2 separate regions of the Sander lucioperca genome follow, and region 1 is linked to region 2. The links are chromatin contacts, called in public Hi-C maps. All regions are on one chromosome and are shown on one strand. Each heading gives the region's core, a stretch centred on a gene start, on an enhancer-like site or on the middle of the called end of the contact. The rest is flanking DNA. Distances are from core to core; before and after follow the strand shown. Region 1 holds the start of fgf19 (fibroblast growth factor 19). Region 2 holds the start of lto1 (protein LTO1 homolog).

Region 1 (4,957 bases), core at 2,159-4,658, 190 kb after region 2:
TTTCCCCTGACTCATTTCCTGGTTCTCCTTCTCCATAAACAAAATGAAATCAAGGAGAGGGTTAACTTTTCTTGCTAAAGATTTTCCACCTTGGTCAGAAAACACAGGGGAGACACTTTGTTTCTCTCACTATGACTCTAGGGTCTGTACTTCCTCCGAAGCTAATCGCCGTCACTCTCTCACTTCTCCTTCACTCTAACACACTCCCCACACACACACACGCCGGCTCGATGCACACACCAGCGCACAAGTATAAACATCAGGCCACTTACGTAGGCTACGGCAAAAGCTCGGCGTGGAGCCTCCGCAGAACAATAAAACGGCCTTTACACCACTGCTTCAGTTCCCCTCTCTGTGCTGGGACCTCTGCGGTGCTATTTTTACTAACAACACTGCCATCTGTTGGAGAAAAGTAGTTACTACCAAACTAGAAACGTACCCATTCTGGTCAAGGATTATTTTTAATGGATTACACAGACAGGATCAATTTACAAATCTAAAACCCCCCAAAAAGATTTTGAAATCTGAGCCTTGGGTAGCATTTTGGTGAAATGTGATGTTTGTTTTCCATTACAGTTTAACTTGTATGTAAATAAAAGGCCGTGGAGCGGAAGCACAGGCCAGAACGTGATAAGAGCGGAAAGAAGTCTGTTATTTGAGTGTGGAGTGACCTGCTCTCACAGCTCCACTTGGATTCAAACATCTGTAGACTTTACCCTGTCCACAAATAAAACATGTGCTATTTGACATTGAGTACATTTGGTAGCACTTTATGTAACATAATTATGCAACGTGACCATCAATATAGGACACATGCAGTCTATAGGCATGAGCCAAGGCTGGAACTGTTCCTTCTGCCAGTCTGCACTAACTTACAGCAACAAAAACAAGATTATTTGTACTACTACTATCTCTATTAATACTACTGCTACAGGAGTTATTGCTACTATTTACTAGGCATACTACATATTACTATTGCTGCAACTTGTAACTAATTAATGTTACTCTGACATTGATCTATGACCTGATAAAGCACATTGTATGACCCTGTGTTTGAGATACTACTACTACTACTACTACTACTATTACGGTACAGTGGGGGGCGGGGGGGTATTCAGACCCTTTACTCGGTAAAAGTAGCAAAACCACAATGTCAAAGCACATTGCATTTACATCCACTGCAAGTACAAGTACTGCATTGAAAATGTTACTGAAGTAAAATATGTAAATATCATAAGACAAAAAGTTCAATTCAACTCAAACAACTTAATTTATCACTAAGAGCAATTCAATTTTGCAGTCAACCAATCACATAAGAGCAGACAAGAATAAACATAATCTCAATCAATAATAGTATTCACTCAAGCAACATGTCAGTAGCTGCCGCCATCAGCAGCATTTAAGAGAAATAGAAGTAGCTGTTTTACTATTATTGTTGGTGGAGATGTAGTAAACTTTATTTATAAAAGCACCTTTTAAAACCATGGTTACAATGTGCTGTTCTGTGCAACATTAAGTAAAATACACAGTTAAAATGGAAGGTAAGAATATACCGTATTTCCTCAAATAAAAGCCGGGGCCTTGCAGTGCAGAAGGTACCAGGCTTGTATTTGAAGCAGGCTTTTATTAGAGGCAGGCCTTTATTCTTAATTTCATCTGTTTGAAAAGTATAACTATTTTAAATAAACTGTTTTAAATGAAAAACCATAGCGTTCCAGTGGACAGAGATCATTCATTTTTTAAGAAACATTTGCACAAATATCACCATTTACAACAACAGCCAGAAGGGCAACAAAACAATTTGGGTCAGAATGAATCAAACACCACCATTGTGTCAGTTTGAACCCTGTAAATGTACCGGGTATTTATTTCAAATACAGGTACTACAGTATTGCTGGTAGATTACAATAAGAGCATACAGTAGTTGCTGGTTTGCAGCACACCAGTATCTGATTAACGTTACAGACGGTAGCTAGCTAGCTTTGTTTCTAGCTCCAGGCTAACTTCTTTCCTCCCACCTCCAGCTAGCTAGCTGTGCTCTGCTCTTGTCGGCTAATCTTGTCAGCTCATCCTTCTGTTTCTTCCAGTATCGGATTCTCCTGGGGTCAATGTCGAAACGTCTCGCAGCTTTTTCACCCGAGTTTTCCTCCGCATACTTTAAAACTCTTTTCGTTTTGTTGTTGAAAAGTCCGTCAATAGCACCAGAGTCCGTCTTTCTCTGCTAGCACTAAATGAGACCCGTGTTACAGCCAATGTAGCTACTGCCATCTATTGGCACCTGGACGTTACTGCAAACTACACTTGGCTGAGTAACACATACAGCCGCATTGACTAAAATACCGGTTGGACAATAATCCAGAAAAACAAAGTGTGGAAAAAAGCATAAATGTATTGTTGAATCTGTTAAATGAAATTGGTAGAAATGTACATTACAATGAACTTGAATTTTATTTACTTAATATTATATGAAAGGCATTTAGGAGATTATCCACACTATTTTTTTCCCCGGCCTTAATTTGAGACCGGCCTTTATTTGTCCGTGTTGACCACGCCCCCGGCCACTATCAGAGGCCCGGCTTTTAATTGACTACCGGTTTTTATTTGAGGAAATACGGTAAATATAAAAAAACAACTTAATGAACTAATAAAAACAACAAAGGAAAAAGCAAACAAGAGGTTCAACACTCAAACAATAGAGGTGGAGCTGATCTACAACAGTGCAACATATTTTAAAAGCTCATCCTGTTTTGGATGTAAAATATAATATTCCAAGTAGGCCTACCTCAGATTCATAGACTTACTGAAATACAGTCCTGAGTAAATGTACTTAGCTGAAGTCCACCACAGCACTGCTGCTTCTACTATTAACACCAACACTAGAAGAGAGAGAGAGAGTTAGAATAGGTATCATTCCCATGAGGCCCCTGGGGCAGCCTCAATACGAGTCGTGTTCTGCATTGAGAGTTTATGCCAAACTCCTGTGTAAAAGTATTTGCTTCCTCTTATTCACAAAAAAGCAACAACTATACACATAGTTATGACCTTGACTAAATCATTAGTATCTTCTGGAACATTCTGCATGCAAATTATTTCCCACGCAGCAAAACAAAGTTTCTGAATTTGAAATTCATGCATTCTCCCACAATACTTCCTCACCAAGATGACGTTAGTAAGAATCACAATGTAATTCTGTTGTTATATAAGTATGCCGAATTAAAAAAGGTTTCCTGCCACTTTAGAAAATGTCATGAGTCGTATTTTATGAAGTACGCATAGACATGACAGGGGCTCGCGTCAGGGCTCGTCTAGGGCCAATGGAGAGCAATGATTCAGTTTGATGTCATGCAGGGGTGTGTTGTGGTCTGCTTCTGGGAACTGGATTTGGGAAAGAAGGTTATCTGCTGCTGATAAGGGCCACTTTTAAAAGACTGGGTTTGGATGAGACTAACTTACTTCACACTGCCAACTGGAGGGAGCAGCAACAGAGTCCTTACAGAGGATTTGACAAAATATGCTTCTGCTCGTGGTCACCGTATCCATTGCCAATATGTTTTTTGCTGTTGGAGTTGTTTGCATGCCCCTAACAGACCAGGGCCCCCACATCGCCCACAGCTGGGGCCAGATGGTCCGGCTCAGGCACCTGTATGCTGCCAGGCCGGGACTGCACCTACTGATCAGTGGGGATGGACAGATCCACGGCTCTGCACACCAAACTCCATACAGTAAGTCATGCATTTTAAAACGCAGTCTTAACACGCTGCAAACTGTCATGCTTGTTGGTAAATCATACTGATGACTGAGTAGGCTTGGTGGGGTTTTTCACTCTGATGAACATTTGAACTCACAGGCCTTCTGGAGATCCGTGCAGTGGATCCAGGCTGTGTTGTCATCAGAGGAGTAGCAACCGCACAGTTTCTCTGCATAGAAGCCGATGGAAGACTGTACTCATCGGTAAGGATTTCATATGACAAGGTCCTTTTATTTCTACACCTGTTGTTTATTAATCATATGAAAATTCAAGTTAAAAAAGTTATTATTCAGCCAAAATTATGAAAAGTCACATGTCAGGTTACTTAAACGGTAAGGTGAGGTGAAAGATAATTTTGTCTAATTACCACTGCAGAGTGATAATAATTTGGCTAGATAGTAATCAAATTGATAATATTAATAATATAATTATTATAGATAATATTATCTGATAGTATAGTGTACAATCCTAACACAAACACTGTTTCTAGAATTTTTGTGTTGTGATGTATGTTCAGATGTAGAATTTTACAACTGCAAACAAATTAGAATACTTGAGTATGAGCATTATTGAGATTTTACACACATAATTTAAGTTAAAAAAAGATGATCTGTAACACCAGAATGGCCAACATGAAATTAATGAATTAGTTACACAAATAAATATAGTAAAATATAGATTTATTATGAAAAGAATTGAATTACTTGATATTTGATAACAGTATTAATGGCTTATCATTAATGTGACTTTGTCATTCCTATTGTCATAGTTTTATTGGAGTTCAGTTTCATTTCATAGTGTCATTATTTACTGTCATTGAATCTCACATTTTTACTTATTGCTTGCTATTAACTATTGTTACAAACAGTAAAAGTAAAACAATAGTAATCTTTCAGAAATATTTTTACAGGCATTAATGACCTGAGGTAACCTGCTGCTTTGTATTATTTTGCTAATCAGCTTCCCTGTTCAGAAAACACTGCAGGCCAGTCATTCATTCAGACAGACAGACGACCAGTTCATCAACCTTTGTCCAGTGTGGTGCAGGGTAGGATGTGTTTGCAAAGTAAAAACCTGAATGAAAAGACACAGCAGCAGCAACAACAACCTTGGCCTCTGACTGGCTCTCTTTGGTCAAAGTAAACAGCTGTCGAAGAACTTGCAGAACCATTTACGTATGTTTTCCGATAAAAGGGGCCTTCTATCTAA
Region 2 (5,128 bases), core at 263-2,762:
CTTATTAGAAATTCTTTGGTAACAGTTTGTTTTGGTTTTGTCTGAAACAACTGGTTACTCCCATAGGCTGTAGAAAACCGTTACTCTTCGAAAATACACAATCGTATTTATCATGATTCTTTTCTCGCGGCTACGGATATATTATCACTACATTACAGCCCCTACAACATTACACATATGACTATAAATACTGTTAAACAGTGACAATATAACTCGGACAAGCTAACACTGAGCCACATGAAAAGCTAAAACAACTTGTTACCCTGGGCTTAGGCAGTGTTTCATTGTGTCCACGAGGGGCGCACTTATTGAACCCAGAGAGAAATGCTCCTTAAATAATTTAAATAACGTTATGCTGTGTTGGAGTTTGATTAGAACCATAGACTGTACATATTAACAGTCTATGATTAGAACATAGCTTTGGATAGAATAATTCGATAGACACACAAGCTCAAATAACACTGTATTGCTAGCACGTTTTGCAAACACAGAGGTATGTTTTACTATTCAATATAGCTAGTCTACACAAAATGAAGCTTTACTGTAAATCATTACGTCCATGCCTTCAGAACTTGTATTCGACTTTTCCTGGCTCAGTGGCTCGCTCGGCTCGTACTGTATGTTTACAGTTTTATCTGAGTTAGATCGTCACTATTTAAAAAACTTTTTCTTACCATAGGCTGTGTAGTGTCGTAGGGGGCTGTAATGTAGGCTACAGTGGTCAATATAGCCGTAGCCGCGAGGAAAGAAACGTGAAATACGTTCGGGTATTTTCTAAACTAAACCCAGGTAACCAGTTGTTTCAGATCAACTCAAGACAACATGTTACCTGGGTGCTGACGTAGTTAATTAATACATGACTGGAAAGCAGAAAATCCATGAGCTTCGTAGCTCACAGCGTAGAGCTGCTGTTAACAGGAGTTTTTGCCCTTGTGAGATCGAAACTACCTCGACACAATCTTGCAATCGTTACATTTTCTTAAATTTCTTTTTTGTATGTGGCTGTGATGTAGTGCTCACTTATACCATCATATTCGCCGCAGTAGATCTGGGAAGAGATTTCAAAATCGCCAGTAATGTGTTTGTGATTGTGTGACGAATCTGGCGAGAGAGGCAGCAACAACTGCTGCTGTTAGGTAAACACAATATACGGAAACCAGTTTGTGTGGAAACCAGTAGGGACATAACAAGACAACATGCAAGTGCCAGAAAACTCACCTTTCATCCGCCAGAAGAATAGTGTCAAATAGATCTTCATTTTCAGAGCCGCCAGCCATCTCCACTTAACTTACAATCTTATTCTGTAAAAACAGTTTTCACAGTGTTTACAGCCCTATGCGCCAGATGCTTTAATCAACAGAGATGTAGACTAAAATGCTGGCTGCTAACCGCTACAAACTGCTTACTGTATGGTTATGGGTTTCTACCAATTTCCAGCAGGCAGCCGGCACTGCTTCCTCCGCCATCAGAGCGGAGTGCTGCTCCCTGGCTGTCTGGAGGGGAACAGTCGCAGAGTCTGCACACATTCATAGCGGCTGCATCCCGGTGTACCCAAAGCTTCCAGGCTGTGCTACTCAAACAATGTTCTATATCTAATGGTGCTACTGCTTAGTGTCAAGTTGCTCACGTGCCCAAGTCCACAGAATATTCCAGCAGTTGGAAAATTGTTCGACGGCCGAGCAGCCGGCCGCCCGTGCTATTGTTTCTTCTTATTTGTAGTTTTGATTGTGATTGGCTTTAAAATGAATGGAAATTGGAAATAAATGATTCAGCGCACACAATAAATGTTTGGAAGCAGGGCTTAGTAAAAAGGGAAGCATTATTAAAAAAGTTTAAATCAGTCTGGAACAACCTGTATTATGCTGAGGGTTGTTACAGTATAAGCCTCATCATGCAGATTCTGAAGATCCATATCCGTGGGTCAAAGGTTAACCTGAACATTGATGTATTCTGGACTCATATCTTCACAATTGTGTCATAAATAAACCACGTTGGTCAGGAATGTTTTTAACCTTAGACATCCACTTTGACTGATATAAACCGCTGTCTGTAACAAGTTAAATACGGCTTTTTAAATGTGCCCCAATGGATAAACAGGTAACCAATACTAAAATGTATTCAAAGATATTGTAAATAACTGGGTATTATTGAATAAATAAATGAAAGTACTGTTATCTGTGTTTAGGCTTTTTATTTTCTCTATTTGAATGAAGTGGGCTCATTAATTTAATTACTGCATATATATCATTTTAAATATATATATAATTTTAAATTCTGATGCATTTGTGGCATAGTTGTACAAATAAGTAGGTCTGCAAGTAAGATTATTTTCATTATCAATAAATCTGACGACTATTTTCTCAATTAATCGATTACGCATTTGGTCTTTAAAACATCAAAGTGGTAAAAAAATGCCCAAGACAGTTTCCTAAAGCCCAAGGTGTTATCTTCAGGTTGTTTGTTTTGACCAACCAATAGTCCAAAACCTACAAATATTTTAAGTTCACTATCACATAAGGCAAAGAGGAGCAGCAAATCCTCACATTTGATAAGCTGGAACAAGGAAATCTCTAGGCCGGCTACACACTGGATGCGTGGTGTGAGCGTGTCAGCTGCGTGGTGTGTCCGTTTTTATTTTGGCTGCCATGTTAACAGGTTAAACACGCACGTCTCGAAAACGCATGCATGCTAGAAATAGGACCGACGCCTATTTTTCACCCGACACGCAAGCGTGTTGGAAGCGTTTCCATTCAAAATAGAATAGGAAAAGATGTTTATATGTCATTTTGACACGAATACATTTCATAAATGACATTTTGATGTTTGAAAGTCTCTAGGTTTTGACATAAATGCAGATATAAATGTAATTAAAAAAATATATATAATTATTGATTTTCAAATATTGCACGAAATATTCTGTAGCCTATTTTGCCGTCAATACTGCCGACGTTGTCTTTGCTGTAATCAAATCAGTATATATTTATGTTTAACATGAAGTATACTACTGCTTGAGTGCAGTTTATCAATGGGAAACATACATGTGTACAGACAAGGCTAGCAGCAGCAGCACTGCGTCAGACACGTTTCTGGTGTGCAAAGACATACAAAGTACAAACGCCACGCTCACGCCACGCATCCAGTGTGTAGCCGGCGTTAGGGCATTTTTTTGCTTTAAAAATAACTGAAACAATTCATCTTTTATCTTATCCTCATTTTTTTGTTCATTTCAGCTCTACAAAGTAGTCCCAGCAGCACAAGACTCGGCCATTTCTTGTAGGTCTGACAACAGTAGCTCTGTGAAAAGTTTCTCCAAATCAGCACAACTACCCTGATCCTGCATGGCAAAATACTACAGCTTTAAAGTACTTTATAGCGGAGATCTTCAACTGGGGGTCTGGGACCCCTAGGGGGTCTTCAGAGTTGCTGCAGGGGGGCCACCAAATGATTGTTAGATAGTTAAAAAAAAAAAAAAAAAAAAAAAATATATATATATATATATATATATATATATGTCTGAAAATATACATTATCATGAATCCAACATATTATTTTTTTAAAGATAAATCTTTTTTAATTTACACAACATTGATGATATGCTTATACCCTATGATAGCCATAACAAAACCATAAGGATCCACTGTTCCACATGTTAACATTAAAACATGATGTATAACTATATGAATATTTTAACAGTTATTATTTTAATAGCTTAGTATTGTATGCACCATAAAAAGGTATGTGTAAAGGCATTAGGCCGCCCTATACGTTATTGTATTCCCAGTTTAATTTGCAACTCCATTTTATACAATATATATGGTAAGGGATCCCTGCTCCATCTCTTTATCAGCTGAAGGGACCTTGGCCTAAAAAACGTTGAAGACCCCTGCTCTATAGTACTTTGTACTTTGATGAAAATCATTTTAATCTGTCATTCTAACAGCAGAGGACGCTGTAAGACAAGTGGAACAATGAATGGAGGTTTCTGCAGTGGCGTCAGAATCTGCTGAACAAACCTGTCTGTAGACTGGTATTCTCTCTGAGGGGAGGCTGATAGCAAACATGAGCCGTGTTGATTTGTAGCCTTTGAAGACAAATAGTCCTCAACAGTTCTAAGTCCAGTTGTGGTATATATCGATGCTACCAGGAAAGAGGAGGTGTTATGTCGCTGAGCCCCCATAAAGTCCTGTTTTCTCACTAACAGCTGTGAAAACACAGCTGCAGCGTTGTGATATGGGACCATAAGGTACATTAACACAGATCAATGATTTAGTTCTGCAAACACTTCTCTGAGGCAAAGTCTTACTGGTCCTTCAGTGGGTGGAGACACATACAACACCTGTGGTCATTTTCACAATACTTGATAGTTTATAGTGTATTGACCTTTCAGCATTATTACAGATTATAAAGACATTAAAAATACAGAATTTTTTTGATGTTACAATCTGATGTCAATACTAAGTAAATGACAAAATTCAAAATACACTAAGAGTTACAAACATACCCAAATTTAAATTTGCAATTATCTTTTGAACGTACACATGTTCTAGCAAGGCTAGAATAGCAGGCTAAGGTCTGGCAAAGCGAGACTACTCAAAGTGGAACATCCTTAATTATGCACAACTTAAGCCTAAATATAATTAGGGGTTAGTTATAAAAAAAAAATCACCCCACCCCCCCTCACAGGTGTCTTGAAGGGGTTACTCAGATAGTAGTCTCGATCAACGAAAGCACATTTCCAGGATAACTGCCTGACATCCAACCCACTCTCACTCCCAACTCATCAAATACTGACGCTTGGTCAGTGTCTCCCTTGTCTCCCTTTAGCGTCTGTATGGAACGCACCGGGCAGAGCAGCAGCTCGACCGCGGCGCTGTAAGATGACATAGTATTAAGAGTGACAACAGTAGCGAGTAGTATGAAAGACCAAAAATCCTCCTAAGGAAGCAGGTTGGGGTGGTGGATGGGTCAAACAACACAGGACTTTCACCCAGGAGACTGGGGTTCATGTCCCATTCTTAAAACTAAAATTCTAAAACGGACATTTTGTAACCCCACCCACCATCTTTCCTAAACCTAACTGTCCCGTTCTTGTGCCAAATGTCAGTTAAACATACGTCCCGACCCAGAG

The links. Hi-C and Micro-C count contacts between places; a contact is called where the count stands out from the background.
Region 1: a Hi-C map of liver shows a contact between it and region 2, with 7 times the contacts expected there. The contact joins the promoter of fgf19 here to the promoter of lto1 in region 2. A contact is called at or near these places in 2 of 2 Hi-C or Micro-C datasets (liver and muscle).

The regions. Positions count from the first base shown.
Region 1 is chr3:4,290,180-4,295,136 of SLUC_FBN_1.2, forward strand. fgf19 (fibroblast growth factor 19) reads left to right here and starts at 3,409. Exons shown (of 3, transcript XM_031287049.2): 1 at 3,409-3,722; 2 at 3,848-3,951. The coding sequence starts at 3,512.
Region 2 is chr3:4,097,504-4,102,631 of SLUC_FBN_1.2, forward strand. lto1 (protein LTO1 homolog) reads right to left here and starts at 1,513. Exons shown (of 5, transcript XM_031287079.2): 1 at 1,219-1,513. The coding sequence starts at 1,277.